2 separate regions of the Mus musculus genome follow, and region 2 is linked to region 1. A link is a contact called in public Hi-C data. All regions are on one chromosome and are shown on one strand. Each heading gives the region's core, a stretch centred on a gene start, on an enhancer-like site or on the middle of the called end of the contact. The rest is flanking DNA. Distances are from core to core; before and after follow the strand shown. Region 1 has its middle 26 kb from the start of Pomc. Region 2 has its middle 15 kb from the start of Dnajc27.

Region 1 (7,927 bases), core at 4,039-6,538:
CTATCATCCAGCTCTTATAATGAGATGGGAGGTAGAGACTTGAAACTGTGGAAATTCATGTTCTCTAACCACACAAGCACAGTGGCACATTCGTGCCTGTGAGTGCTTGCCCTCAAACCTTCAAAAGATGATTTGATTTGTGTTGTTTTTAATTTGTGTGTGTGTGTGTGTTCAGAAGGTCACAAGAGGGTGTTAAATTCCTAGGAGATGGAGTTATAGGTACTCACCCATATGTGTGCTTGGAACGGAACACAGGTTCCGGAACCACAGGTTAGGAACGGAGCACTCTAACCACTGAACCACTTCCCCAGGCCCTGTGGTGTTTGTTTGTATGTTGGTATTTTTGAGACAGGGTCTCTCTATTATGTAGCTTCTGGAACTCGCTGTGTAGACCAGGCTGTCCTCAGACTCACAGAGATTCACCTACTTCTTCCTCCCAGGTTCTGGGATTCAAGGCATGCTGTACAATGTCCTGCTCTTGTTTGGAGACAGGGTCTTGCTATGTAGCCTTGTATGACCTGGAGCTCATGTATAGATTAGGCTGGCATCTAGCCTGCTGCAGACCTGCCTCTACCTCCCGAGTTCCGAGGATTGTGCACATCATGCTCAGATAATGTGATTTCTGTAATTATTATTCCCTTCCCCTTATTTCTTTAGGGACAGGATCTCATGTAGCCCAGGCTGTCCTTGAACTCACTATGTATCCTAGGCAAGCTATCTTGAACTCCTGGTTGTCCTGCCCCAGCTTCACTAGTGTTGGGATTAAAGTTGTGCATTCAGACATCTAGTTGACTTTTTTTTTCAAAGTCCCATATGTTATACCTTCTAAAATGTCTATATGGAAGCTAGGTCAAGTAGAGAGTTTTCTCCTTTTTGGCTAAATAGTCCTGAGGTGGCTCGGCCCCTAAGGTGGCCACCAGAGGGCAGAGTTGTTCTATTGTGGGGATATTGTAACCCACCTGACCAAGTTCCAAACAGAGCTTTGAAGTTCTGAGGAACCACCTGCATGGAGATCTTCATGGAGTGGGCCTGTTTCCCCTCACTCAATCACAACTCCCAGATTGAGGTCCCAAGTCCCAAGCTGTCTTTCTGCTTCTTGTGTGATGAGCACAGCCCATCACACACCTTCTCTGAACTCACCAATCTCTGAAAGCCCTGTTTAAGGCTTTACAGGAGACCTTGAGTGGGAAAGCCCTGCCTCTTCTTCTTCTTTTTTTTTTTTTTTGGGGGGGGGGGGGGGACAGGGTTTCTCTGTGTAGCCCTGGCTGTCCTGGAACTCACTTTGTAGACCAGGCTGGACTCGAACTCAAAAATCCACCTGCCTCTGCCTCCCAAGTGTTGGGATTAAAGGCATGTGCCACCACTGCCCGGCTGCCCTGCCTCTTCTTAACAAACTCAAGGCTTGAGAGCCTCTAGACTCTGTCTGCAGACAAGTTCATCATCTCCCCAGGAGGCCTCAAAGGCCCAATCTGAACCAACCTTGAGCAACAGTCCTTCCTGCCCTGAAGCTCATGGTGCTGTGTGTGTGTGTTGTCCATGGATGGATGAAGGATAAACAGATCTCGGGAGAGCTGTGATAAATACTATGAAGACAATAGAGGAGGCAAGGGGAGTGAGAGGGAAGGGCTGGGATTGATTGAAACTGGAATCTACCCATTTGGCTAGACTGACCAGTGATCTCCAGGAATCAGCTTGTCTCTGTCTCACCAGAGCGAGGGAATATGGGCACCTTCTATCTGCCACATACAGCTTTTCCATGGGTGCTGGGGGTCTAAATGCACACTTGCAAGCACTTGTAGTGAGAATTTGGCTTTCTTAAAAACCCAGTTATGGGGATAGAGAGATGGCTCAGCAGTTAAGAGCACCAGCTGCTCTTCCAGAGGTCCTGAGTTCAATTCCCAGCAACCACATGGTGGCTCACAACCATCTGTAATGGTTCTGATGCCCTCTTCTGGTGTGTCTGAAGAAAGCAACGGTGGTGTACTCATATGCATAAAATAAATACTCATATGCATAAAATAAATAAATATTTTAAAAAGTTATGTTATGTGAATATGTTTCTGTTTTAATCCCAGGTGTGGGATATGGGGCTGCTTCAGATCCTCCGCAGCAGCTGACTATGATTTGTCTCATGCTCTGGCAGGTGCATGATTCTGCCAGCTGAAGATAGTTTGCTTTTGAAATTCTGGGCACTCTTTTTTTTTTTTTTTTTTTTCCGAGACAGGGTTTCTCTGTATAGCCCTGGCTGTCCTGGAACTCACTTTGTAGACCAGGCTGGCCTCGAACTCAGAAATCTGCCTGCCTCTGCCCCCCACCCCCACCCCCACCCCCCCCGAGTGCTGAGATTAAAGGCGTGCGACACCATGCCTGGCTTATTCTGGGCACTCTTGAGAAGGTATAAAGATGCCAGAGCTCTGGACGTGATGGCAGCTGTCCCTCCCTTCGCTGCTTCTTCCTGTTGTGTTTGCTGCTTTAGCTCTCGGCTGTATTGCTGGTTGGAGTTATCCTGATGACACCAGTTGGATTTGCCTCTAGAAACTCAATGCCCCTAACCAGCAGGAAGTAGTATAAAGAGGTCTATGCCTCCTTCCCCTTCTAACCTTTTTTGCCTACCTAATGTTGGTGGGCTAGAAGGGATTGGTGAAGTGGTGCACGCCTTTAATCCCAGCACTTGGGAGGCAGAGACAGGAAGATTTCTGAGTTTGAGGCCAGCCTGGTCTACAGAGTAAGTTCCAGGACAGCCAGGGCTACACAGAGAAACCCTGTCTCCAAAACAAAACAAAACAAAACAAGAACCCAATAAAGTAGCCAAAAAGTATGGTTACAAGCATGTCTCTGAAGATGTCTCCAGCCCCTGCAAGTGCTATTTTATACAAAAGTCAGGGAAATCTGGTAAGATTAACTCTGACTAGACACCTCCAGGAAATTAACCAGACAAGACTAAAGCGAAGGCTGGAGTCCTGGCCACAACAATAAAGTGCTTGGCTAACATGTACCTAGAGCCTGGGCTAGATTCCCAGAACCCTAAGGAAATTCAAAGCTCCTTACAACAAACAACAGTGACACTGCTTGGGGGGGAAGCTAGGCCTGCGAAGGCCTGTGGTGGCAGAGCACACACATGAGCTATGTATCTGTGGGGCTGGCAATAAAGAACCTGCAGGGCTACAGGACTCCAGCAGTCTCTTTGCCTCTTGGTTCTTTTGCTCCGTGAGTTACTGTATGGATCACAAAGGTCGGGAGCCTGATCAGGAAGCTGCTGTAACTATTCACGTGAAAAAGGCTTTGACCCAGGAATCTTAGGAAGTGCTTGCTGGATTGGACTGAGCTGTTTGGTTCAAACCAGTAGAAATCAGAACCTCCTAGCCGCTTCTAGGGCATGAGGGAGAACCCTCCACTAGAAGCAAAAACTTGAACAGGAAAAGCCATCTGAATTCACAGAGAGTTCTGTTGTTTGTCAGGAACCATGGAGTTCAAAGCCAGAAATGCCCACAGGATGATGAATTCCAGATCAGCAGTGATGCCACTCATCTGAGGTCACTTGGCAGCAACTCCATGGATTCTAAAATGAAGGCTTGCTCTACTGATGCACACAACTGTGGCTGTTGTGCTTCTCCAGCCTCTTACACCAACTCTATTTCAATTGTGCCAGTGGTGGCATCCCCTGGGTGGCAGCAGAGGTCTGCTAGTGCTATGCCAGTCAGCAGTCCAGCTCTGCCACATACTCAACCCCAGACCCTACCTTGCTTCCCTGAGCCTCTGAGGCAGCTCTGGTTTCTCGGTACTTGGCAGGCGCCTTGGTCCTTTCACTCACCACTCAGATCAGAAGTCCGTGCTGGCTGAGTGCTGGTGCTTGCATGTGGTGCCTGTTGATATCCTAAGTGTCCATGTCCTGTGGCTCAGTGCTTCCCGTTGTAGGATGCAGCCTACAGCAGTGCATGATTCCTGCAGATTCATATGCAGGGATCACAATGCAGAACAGTAGGCTTATTTATGTGTGTGCCTGAAGGAGTTTATATACACCACGGGCAGGCGTGGGCCACCCGAGGGGCCCAGAGGCTGTTGGACCTGGAACTGGAGTTACAGATGGTTTTTAGCCACCTGACATGGGTGCTGGGAACTGAACCCAGGTCCTGTGCCTTAACCACTGAGTCATCTCTCTAACACTAAGCAATATGTTTTAAGGAAATCTATTTTTCTATATAGGGTTTCTCTGGCCATGTAGTCCTGGCTGTCCTGGAACTTGCTCTGTAAACCAGGCTGGCCCCAAACTCAGAGATGTGCTTGCCCTTGCTTCCTGAGTGCTGGAATTGAAGGTGTGAGCCACCATTGCCTGGCTACCTATAGAAAAATCTTGAAGAAGAGGAAGAGGAAGAGGAGGAAGAGGAGCAAGGACAACAAGAACAGCATCTAGTGTGGTGATGGCTGCACACATCTTTAGCCCTAACTTTTAGAAGGCAGGGGCAGGGGCAGGGGCAGGGGCAGGGGCAGGGGCAGGGGCAGGGGCAGGGGCAGGGGCAGGGGCGGGATGGATTTCTGTGATTTTTGAGGCCAGCCTAGTTTACATAGTAACTTTTAGGTTAGCCAGGGCTACATAGTAAGATGGTGTCTCCACAAAAGAGGAGAAGGAGATAAGGGAGCTGATGAGAGGGCTCAGCAGTTAGGAGTGAGCATTGTGGGTGCAGAGGACCTGAGTTCAGTTCTCAGCTCCAGATCAGGTGGCTCTCAACTGCCTACAATTCCTGCTCCTGGACATGTGACTTCTGGTCTCTGAGGGCAATGACTCTCAGGCACATTCTGTCTGGCACACATAATTAAGAGTAAATTTTAAAATGTTTAAAACTCTTCAGAGGGAAAAGTAAAGCCCGGCGTTGGCACGTGAGCTGCGTCAGTGCCCGGCCTGGCGTTGGCACGTGAGCTGCGTCAGTGCCCGGCCTGGCGTTGGCACGTGAGCTGCGTCAGTGCGGGACCTGGCGTTGGCACGTGAGCTGCGTCAGTGCGGGACCTGGCGTTGGCACGTGAGCTGCGTCAGTGCGGGACCTGGCGTTGGCACGTGAGCTGCGTCAGTGCGGGACCTGGCGTTGGCACGTGAGCTGCGTCAGTGCGGGACCTGGCGTTGGCACGTGAGCTGCGTCAGTGCGGGACCTGGCGTTGGCACGTGAGCTGCGTCAGTGCGGGACCTGGCGTTGGCACGTGAGCTGCGTCAGTGCCGGGCCTGGCGTTGGCATGTGAGCTGCGTCAGTGCTGGGCTTAAACCCAAGAGAAGCAATTAACATTCACACAGGAAACTCAGCACTAATGCTCAGAGCAGTACTGCTCATGACAGCTAAGTGAGGAACAGCTCAGATACATGAATAAGATAGGCCATGCAGTGAAGTTTTATTCAGATACAAAAAAGAATGGGGTGGGTGGGGGTGTAGCTCCATTGGTAGGGTGCGTGCCGAGCGTGCGCCAAACCCTGGGTTCATATCCAGTACAGTGTAAACAGTCATGGTGGGACAGGCATGCAATCCTAGCATTTGGGAGATGAAGACAGGAGGGTCGCAGCTTCAAGGCTAACTTTGGTTCCTTAAGGAGTTCAAGGTCAGCCTGAACTGAATGAGAATCTGTCTCAAAAAAAGATGGAGGGCTGAGCAGACACGGTGACCGGGTGACGCGGTGACACGGGGGTTAAACATTTGCTGCTGTCACGGAGAGAGGACAGGCTCAGTCCCCAGGACCCACATGGTAGCTCACAACTCTCTGTGACTCCAGTTCTAGGGGACCCAACATCCTCCTCTGACCTTTTGAGGGCACCAGTGTGGTACTCAGACGTTCAAGCAGGCAAAACATCCAGACACACTGAATAAATCTTAAAAACAAAACAAACAAATGAATAAAAACCAAAAATTCGTTTTCATCCTCTCTTCAAAATCTTACATTTCTTTTTTCTTTTTTAAAAATTCCTTTATTTACAGTCCAAAATGTAAACAGGATGATTGGTTCTCATTTGTGATACTTCCGGGTCCTGGATCGCATACTGTGGAGACAGGGAAGCAAACACAGAGGCCAGTCCAGCTTGTCAGACTCAAGGGAGAATGTCACATCAACACAGCAGAGGACCTGGTTCCGTCTTGTCTAGATTACATTTCCCACACTGTGAGATCACCACTGGCAGTTTGGGCTTATTGTTGGGGCCTGTGGGAACATTCTCGATCTTCCTCATCACTACAAGTCCGTCAATGATTTTTCCAAACACTACATGCTTTCCATCCAGCCAATCACACTTAGAACATGTGATAAAGAACTGGCAGCCATTTGTACTGGAACCACTGTTTGCCATGGAAAGCAGGCCTGGAGCAGAGTGTCTAAGTTTAAATTTTTCATCCACAAATGGACCCTGGTAAATACTGGCGACTCCAGTGCCATCGCCATTAACAAAATCTCCACCCTGAATCATGAAATCCTTTATGACCCTGTGGAAGGTGCTTCTTTTGTATCCTATCGGAACACCATCTTTTCTGATCTCGGGTGCAGAATTGCCTAAAGTTCTCTGCCGTCTTAGGCACCACGTCTGCAAAGAGCTTGATCATCATTCGACCAACTTCCTGGCCGCCAATGCTAACATCAAAGAAGACCACTGGATTAACTGGACTTGAATTTGCCACTGCCATGGCTTTGACCCAGAAGTCAAATCTTACATTTCTTTATGTATGAATATGTTTGTGTGCGTGTACCATGGCACGTGTGTAGAACAGGGGACAACTTACAGGCATTGACTCTCTCCTTCCATCACATGGGTCAGAGGCTGAACTTAGATTATTGGGTTTAGTGGCAAGCACCTTTAACCTCTGAGCAGATCTCAGTCTCCATGCTGGCCGGCTCATATGCTTTTTACATATTATTTACCACTCTACAACATTGTGTGGATTTTGGTGTTGTTTGTTGGGACTGTTACATTTACTTCTGAGTTTCCGGTGCTGGGGATAGGGTCTGGCAACAAAGTGGCATTAAACCAGCAGAAGCAATGAATGAAAAGCAACAGTTTATTACTCCCCACCCCCTGGTTCACCCACCCCCACCTCCCATCTTCCTTACTGCCCCTGACCCCCCAACTCAGTTGGGTTTTTGGGTTTTTTGGAGAGAATCATTTCTCATGGTTTCTCCTGGTACCTAGCTCAGTTCCCTTAAATAACTTGCTATTGTCCCAACTTTTGTTGTTTAGTTTGTTTTTGAGATAGGCTCTCACTAATTGCTGTGCAGATTAGACCTGAGTACCATCTTCCCTGCCTCTGCCTGCCCAGTGCTGGGACTACAGGCATGTATCACAGCACCTGTGTGCAGTTTTAAAAAATGTATTTTATGCATTTTTACCCCTCTACTGACTTTCCTGGACTCTCCCATTAGGTAATAGGTAATCTTTTACTTCCAAACTGACATTTTACATTTAGTTAAATCATTATGACTATGTAAATATTGTTCACAGCGAAGACAAATTCCCACACTGATTATATTTCTTTCCACACAGCTTTTGCTCTTCCCAGAGCATCTAATTGCCTGTTTCATTCCCCGAAATGCTTATTATTATTATCATAATCCTGATAATTTTCCAGTATTATACCATGTTAGCGATTCTTGGGATTTTTTTTCTCCCATGGTACTTACCACGCTTTGCAACAGTGCATTTACTTGGTTATTTATTTTCTTGTTTGTCTTGTTCACTCATTGGAACATAAGCTTCTAGAGCAAAGCCTGTTGTTTCCAGAACGTTCCCAGCACCTGATACCTGCTCCTTGTTTGACACATAGGACCTGGGGCTGGACAACTAGGAATAAGACTGGCCAGTGCCCACAGAGTGTAATGGCTATTTTTGTTGTTGTTGTTGTTGTCAACTTGACTAAACCTGGAATTAACTAAAACTCCCAAATGAGGCACACCTGTGAGGAATTTT
Region 2 (7,927 bases), core at 1,763-4,262, 140 kb after region 1:
GCCGTGTGAGACTGAGTAACTGCTAGATCCTTGGACTTCCATTCACAGCTACTACTGAACCATTGTTGGGAATTGGGTTGCAGACTGTAAGTCATCAATAAATTCCTTTACTATATAGAGACTCTCCATAAGTTCTGTGACTCTAGAGAACCCAGACTAATACAATATATGTATGTATATATGTGTATGTGTGTGTATGTGTATATATATATGTGTGTGTGTGTGTGTGTGTGTGTGTGTGTGTGTGTGTGTGTGTAGTGTGTGTATGTGGGGGGGGGTGTGGTGCAGGAAAACGGCTCAATATCTAGAGGTACTTGCTGCTAAGCCTGATAATTTGAGTTCAATATCTGGGGCCCACATTGTGGAAGGAAAAAACTGAACTGGCTCTTCCAAGTTGTCTACATCCCACTATAGCCTGCTTGTGCACTCACATGTATCCACATACATAGGTACATACATACATACATACATACATACATACATACATACATGTAATAAAAAATTTTAAGCTTTTGAGATAGTTTTGCCTTATATCTCAGGCTGGTCTCCATCTAGAGATCTCCCTGCTCCAGCCTCCCTAGTTCTAGGGCTAAGAATGTCTATCGTCACATCTTTACCTGGCTTCTTTCTTGCTCCTTGAGAACCATGCAGAGGCTTGCACCAACATCATCTCTAGAACCCCAAGTTCATCTCCAGCACGCCCCACCTCTACCGAGAACTCTGGTGCCAGCCAGGAAGACAGTACATTTATCTGAGCTGTCCCTTGCATGCCTCAGACAGAGGAGAGAGTATATTCGGGGCCCCATGCTCATCTTCATGACTCCTGTGTCTCTTCCAGATGAGCAAAACAGCCTTAGGCGGCATGCTGGGAATGGCGAAGAGCCAGGATTGTCACCTGTTTCTGTTCCAGCGGTCCATTAAATATTTTTGGTGGGCTGTGATGATGCATGCCTTTAGCATCACCCAGCACTTTGGAGGCAGAGGTAGGAAGATATTTTAATAGTTAAGGAAAAGCCTGGACTATGAGCTACAAGTACATTTCAGAGTAAATCTGACTAAATGAAGACCCTGTCAGAGAGGAAAGTGGGGAGAACATGATTCTGTCCTGCTAGCCCAGCTGAGCATCCTACATGGGAAATTTTTTAGGAGGGGAAATAGCCAAGCTCTTTAAAGAGAGTGGGTTTCATGACTGTAATTTGAATTAGTTTAATTAGATGCTTTTCTCCTAACTATTCGTTGAGAGAAACCGTCCCATGAGAACCAAAGTTGGGAAGTATGGAAGGACAAAGAAGGCACATGCTCTCAAGGTCTGGGGATGTGGTTGTTGCCTCAAATGGAGTGTGTGGAGCACAGAATTCCCTGGGCAGAAGTAAACCTGACAAGGAAACCAGTGCAAAAAGATGGCGTCCAGGCACAGAAAGGTGAGGAACACCGTGACAAACCGCTAGTCTCCTCAAATGTCTGCTTCAGAGATACAAAGATGAAGGTTGTAAGAGCTTTTAGGTCTCTGTGTTGGGGTGAGGAGATGGTCACACCCACCTTCCTCCTCTAGGTCCTCAAAGCTTGGACCTCCATTTTTCAAACAATTGCCACAGGTTTTCATCCCTAGGGAAGAGGCGAAACTCTGCCTCCGAATGATGCAGACATATGGAAGGAAATAAGGAGAATTTATTTCCTCAGACTCTTTCTGGAGTCCACCCTGTAGCCTGGAGTCATAGCTCTACCCTGCAACAGTAGGAAGCCACACCCTTCCAGGTCTTGCAGACACCACCACCACAAGGACCATGACAACCATCACCATAACAACCACCACACTTTTTTTTTTAAAGATAGTATCTCATTGGGGATAGTGGTTCACACCTTTAATCCCAGCACTCTGAAGGCAGAGGCAGACAGATCTGTCTCTGTGAGATCAAGGAGAGCCTGGTCTACAGCTCAAGTTCTAGGGCAGCCAAGGCTACATAGAACAACCCTGTCTCAAGAAACCAAACCAAAGAAAACAAAAGAAAACAAAAAACAAACAAACAAACAACAACAACAACAAATACCAAAACCCACCAACAATAACAAAAAGATAAGGATTCTCATAGCCCACACGGACTAGCCTCAACCCTGCCTAGCCTCAAACCTGCCATACAACTAAGCATGGCTTTGTACCCTCTACTTCCTCAGTGCTGGAACTGCAGGCACCACGCCCAGCTCAGGCAGGGTCCAACCCAGGGCTTCTTGTGTACTAGATAAACACTTTATCAACTAAGCCCCAAACCCAGGCCTATGTTCCCTTTACTCCCAGTTCCGGCGTCGACTGTTAGTTGAAGAAGATGCTGAAGGGGACCGACCTAAGTTTCAAAAACCTGCCCCAAGGCGACCTGGAATGACAAATGATGAATGTGAAGCCCAGGAGAAAGGAGAGCCTCCTTATCGCCTTTGTGCCACAAGGCAGGATTCAGAGCAATCCTGACCGCCTCCTCTGAGCCCCACTTTGATACAATGTGAGCAAAGGGGATGCCAGGGCAGGACCTCACTTCCAGTGTTAAGTAGAGCCAGAGAGCTTAACCAGGGGTGGCGGGGACTCAGAGAACTGAGACGACAGAGAGGAGGGGAATGAAGGCTGGTATGGGTGCTGCAGGCGCTGAACTTGCCCTTTATCTCCTGCCTGTCCCTGGTCCCTGAGGATGTCATTAGCCTAGCAGCTGTTCCACTCAACCCCTTGCTTACTACAGGCACATTCTGGGTCTCTGGATGGCTGCTGCTCCTCCCTCCCTGTATGGCCAGCAGCAGCAGCAGCAGCATCTACATCAGCCTCTGCATCAGCCTCTGCATCAGCAACCAGTGCTGATTCTGGCTTGGTCACTGCTGCTGTCACCGCCCTCAGGCTCCGCAACTCCGAAGCACACAGGTTATGCCAGCTGCTTGAGTTCTTTCCCTGTGAGCTCCCCAGATGTCTCCAGACAGCCAGAGGAAGGCTGAGCCCACATCCCTGACTAATGATCACGCCTTCAAGACTGGAGGCAGCCTGTGACTCAAACTGTGGAGGCTCAGGCAGCAAAGGGAAGAAAGAGTGGGAGGGAGGGAGAGGAGCAGAGGAGGAGAATGAAGCCTGGTGAGGAAGATGAGGAGAGTGAGGGAACCAGAGTGTGCGTGCTTTGCCTCTCTACAGACCGTCTTTACCAAGCCTCTGCTCTACATCAGCCCAGCAGTCCATTTGATATTCCTTTGAAAGGAAGTGTTCACCATGACTATAAAGGTTGTTGTAATTATACAGGTCCTATAATTGGTAACATGGTATCATGCATACCATCCATCCAAATTCAGATTTCTGTCAGATGGGAACTCCTGGGGAAAAAAGGCAAGGATCCTTTTACCACAGAGGTGATTGTGTGTCCCAGCTGTCCTGGTTTAGTTCCAGTCAGGAATCCTAGTTTGTCTGGAAAGGTTATTTTGAGAATTAAGTTCTGTCTTGGCACAGAACAGCATCATGTTGTAGAAGCTATCATTGGGCATCTGCTATAGTTGATAACTGTTTATTGTAGCTGTGTTAGAAAAGTGGCTTTGCTCTGGATGCAGTATATGTAGACATATATATATGCTTATGTGTAAATATATATGTGTATGTGTTAGATACATATATGTATACACATACCTGTATATACATATGTATATGCATATATGTATACATCTCATATACATATATGCATCTCTTATATACATACATGTGTATATGATATATACACATATGAATATATGTGTATGATATACATATGTATATATGTACATATTTATATACACATATATCTTCCTCATAAAAAAATATAAGATATATATGTATGTGTGTGTGTGAGAGAGAGAGAGAGAGAGAGAGAGAGAGAGAGAGAACTGTTACACCCACCACTTGCTGCTATGCTCCCAGTCATGAGGGACTCTCAGCCCTTTGGAACTGTAAGCCCAAATAAACTCTTCCTTCTATAAGTTTCCTTGGTCATAGGGCTTTATCACGACAACAGAAGACTGACTAGTAAACCCCCAGTCCTACCCTGTATCAGGAATGTGTCTTTTCTTAGTGTTTGCTGAGAGGTTAGATGGTCTTCTCTCAGTGGGGAAAAACTCCAGCAGAAAAGCTAAGGAGCTGATTCCAGGATTAAGGGAGGTAGAGAAGTTGCTGATCCACAAGCTTTTCTCCAGTTCAAGGCCCTAAAATGTCCTTTATTTTCTCTTTAGACTGTGGAGCACAAAACATTTAAAAATAACACTCTATATATTGTAATCGCAACAATGCATTTGCAATGTACTACAAAAGAAGATGTAGAGTCACGACAAGAAGCTGGTGTATGCTGCAGAAAATATAGATCTTGAAAACCGTAGGCTAAGCCGGGCGTGGTGGCGCACGCCTTTAATCCAAGCACTCGGGAGGCAGAGGCAGGCAGATTTCTGAGTTCAAGGCCAGCCTGGTCTGCAGAGTGAGTTCCAGGACAGCCAGGGCTATACAGAGAAACCTGTCTCGAAAAAACAATAACAAAAAAGAAAACGATAGGCTAAGTGAAAAGGGCTGACATCAAAAGCACACAGCCTAGGTTCTGTTCCTATGAAACACCCAGAATAGGTGAATCTGCACACACAGGAGGCATATTGGTGCTTCCCGTGGGCTGGGAAAGTGTAGAAGGAAAATGCGAATGACTGTTAGTGGGTGTTTACCGCTCTCGATGGAGTAGAGAATAAGGCAGACTAAAGTCTTATTCAATAGCCAACTTTATTCTGAGCATCAGCCAATTTATACTCTGAGGGTTAAGAGGGTCACATGAGTAAAGCATAGAACCATAAGGGCAAAGTGGACATGGCAAACACGTTTTTCCCTAGAGACATATAAATAAACAACAGCCAGTTGTAATGAGTAATCTGCAGTAAACTCACCCCTATCTGCCAAGCCTGGGAAGGGAGCACAAAAACATATCCAAGAACAATTCTATGTTCTGGAGAAACTGAGGTCCTAAGACTCTTGTTTTCTTAGAGGTGTTTTTTCCCCTCACAACTCCCAGAATTCTCCTCACCCAGCTCCATTCCTGGACCATGTTCTGACAAATAGGTACAGCGTTTCTTTGGGAAATAAAGAATATGTTATAATGCTAGATGTGAATGATGGCTACAGACCTCTGCCTACACTGAAAACCCCGAATTGCAAGCTTTTAACAAGTGAATCCATGGCATGTGAATTATACCTCAGACAATTAAAATGTAAAAATCATAGACTGTATACATGAATGGGATGTTTGTGCTTCAATAAAGTTTTATTTGCAAAAACAGTAGATCTGGCCAGCAAATCATATTTTGTTGTGCCTTAGCATTCATATCATCATAGAATGTACCTTATTTACAATTAATTTCTGCACCCAATATAGTTCCTCCCAAGTATTGACTTACATATTTGCTGAGTGAAAAGGGAAGACTCTGTTTGATCCACATGGAGTTAAACCTTCAGAGAGTAGCCCACTAAAATGCTTGCTGGCCTGTGCATAAAGTTGCTTCTTACTTTTCAACAGCTCTTCTTGTTGATCTCAGTCCTTTTCCAATCTCTCCTCTTCCCAGGTGACTTCAGTTGCCCACTCAGCACTATACTGCTATAAAACCATAGTTACTCTTTCAATACACTCGCTGCCTGTTTCTCGTATGTTTTCCTCCCCCCCCCCACTTGGTTCTCAGTAATATTTCACTTGTGATTTATTCATTCAACAAGTATTTTTAAAATATGAAATCCTGGGGGCTGGAGAGATGGCTCAGCAGTTAAGAGCAATGGCTGCTCTTCCAGAGGTTCTGAGTTCAATTCCCAGCAACCACATGGTGGCTCACAGCCATCTATAATGGGATCTGATGCCCTCTTTTGGTGTATCTGAAGACAGTGAAATATATAAAAATAAATAAATCTTAAAAAGAAATATGAAATCTTGCTTCTAACTTAAAAAGAATTTCTGTGAAGGTACATGTATGATGTGTGTTGTATGTCTGTGTGTCTGTATGAGTATAAACATGCAAGAGCTGTGTGTGTTCATCTGTGAACGTGCTTGTGTATCATGGTGCACATGAGGAGGTCACAGGACACTTCCATGTTGGTCCCCACTCTCTGCATGCCCCAGGCCAGCTGGCCCATGTATGGCGAGGGATTCTCCTGTCTCCAGGCTCCTGGATCTGACGTTGGGTTCTAGGGATCCAGATTCAGGTCCTTGTGCTTGTACGTTTCCTACTGAACCTTCTCCCTAGCCCTGCCTCTGCATATTAAACCCCACTGCATCCAATCATCTGATATAGCTTGAAGGTGGACTTGAGATCCGTGGTCCCTAGTCTTTGTGTGGAGTTACGCTCTATTAAATAAAGTTGGAAAAACAAACATTTTAAAGAAATTCAAATGTCTCCAATTTCAACCCTTCCTCTTGATTCTATGTCTCCTCCACGTTCCTAGTCTTTTCCTCCCCTATCCTGACAAATATCTGTGGTGCTTTACAAAAAGTAATACATATCAAGACACCCACTGTCCTTCCATAGTTACACAGCAGCGTATTTATACAGAATGGAAAGTACAATTCTCTTTGGAAGCCTCTAGGGCTGATACCAGATTTTAGTTATTTATGGTGTGTGTCTGAAACCCTTAACATGGAGCAATGGGGGACTCTATACAAGCTGCTTTGTCATATACAAGCAAGAGTATATCCTCAAGTCTGTAGGCTCTGACTAGACAGGTCTCTGCCTTGGGTAAAGCAAATGTGAAGCCACCTGCCATTTTCCCAATAGGGAGCTAAATGAGGCTGATAAATGGGGACAAGAAAAATGCCAAGGAGTGAGTGGCTACATCACAGAAAGCAAGTCACACTGCAGCATCGCTAATGGGAACTTCCTCGACTCCTAGAGGCTCCTTGAAGGGGCTCCTGAACAATGGCCGGTGTGCTGGACATTGTTGCTCAAAGACCCAGCTTCAGGGCAGAGATGTGTTCATGCCACTCTTTATTTATTGGCTTGTTTGTTTGTTTATTGGCTTGTTTGTTTGTTTTGTTGGCCTGCATTTTTATTTATTGGCTTGTTTGTTTGTTTATTGATTGGCTTGTTTGTTTATGTATTTATTTATTGGCTTGTTTGTTTGTTTATTGATTGGCTTGTTTGTTTATTTATTTATTGGCTTGTTTATTTATTTATTCTGCTGCTTGAGCTGTGTTTTCTCTACCTGTCTTCTTTTTCCTAAGGGCCATCTTATTTCTTTGTCATTTCTATAGACAGAAACTCACCAGTTATGAGAGTTCAACGGGGCTCTTCAAACTGCAATGCTTGTATTAAATATTTTTAGTCAAAAATTTTATTCTTCTGACATTATTTTCACCAAAGTGCCCCGACCTCTCAGGCCTGCTCCATAAATGCCTTGAAATAGCCCACCCCATGCATGACTGAATCTATTTTCTACTTCTTGACAACACATGGTTATGAATTTGACATTTGAACATTCCCCCAAGAATCAAGAAGCTTCATACAAATTAATACGTTTTCTATTGTGAAGCCTGTGACTCCCCTTGCAGGGGAACTCGGGGGTTGTTGCCTGGCTTGAGGATGGTTCTCAGCCTCTAAGGCAGTGGTTCTCAACCTTCCTAATGCTATGACTTTTTCATAGCAACGGTTCCTCATGTTGTAGTGACCCTAGTCCTAAAATGATTTTTGTTGCTACTCCATAACTGTAATTTTGCTACTGTTATGAACCATAGCGTAAGTATCAGATACGCAACCCCAATGGGGCAGTGACCCACAGGTTGAGAACTACCGCTCTAAGGCTCTCTGTTCCTGTAGCAGTGTCTTGGCATGTGTTGACCAGAATCGAGAACTTTCCTAACGTCCTTGCCCTTGTCCTTCTGGTGCACCGCTCTAGTTTCTGGCACTGAGTACCCTGAGGCAGCAGTCC

What was found. A called contact is a pair of places that touch in the nucleus more often than the background predicts.
Region 2: a contact with region 1 is called in a Hi-C map of cerebral cortex, with 3 times the contacts expected there. The contact joins two enhancer-like sites. A contact is called at or near these places in 5 of 15 datasets of contacts at CTCF or cohesin (the NIH/3T3 cell line, embryonic stem cells, hippocampal excitatory neurons and 1 more), 229 of 484 Hi-C or Micro-C datasets (the 3T3-L1 cell line, 3T3-L1-derived adipocytes, the 4T1 cell line and 121 more), 18 of 115 datasets of contacts at active chromatin or transcription factors (the HL-1 cell line, the NIH/3T3 cell line, T-cell acute lymphoblastic leukemia and 11 more) and 2 of 9 other capture datasets (embryonic stem cells and embryonic tail).

What each region holds. Positions count from the first base shown.
Region 1 is chr12:3,925,388-3,933,314 of GRCm38.p6, forward strand. It overlaps the pseudogene Gm9088. Among named protein-coding and RNA genes, the nearest start is that of Pomc, 26 kb to the right of the region's middle. Within about 2 kb of position 5,289, at least 27 of the 459 cell types and tissues checked have an H3K27ac peak or open chromatin away from gene starts, as enhancers often do. A contact at or near this core is called in cerebral cortex, cortical neurons, germline stem cells and 1 more, where this site is marked.
Region 2 is chr12:4,063,904-4,071,830 of GRCm38.p6, forward strand. No RefSeq gene overlaps it. Among named protein-coding and RNA genes, the nearest start is that of Dnajc27, 15 kb to the right of the region's middle. Within about 2 kb of position 3,013, at least 39 of the 459 cell types and tissues checked have an H3K27ac peak or open chromatin away from gene starts, as enhancers often do. A contact at or near this core is called in cerebral cortex, cortical neurons, germline stem cells and 1 more, where this site is marked.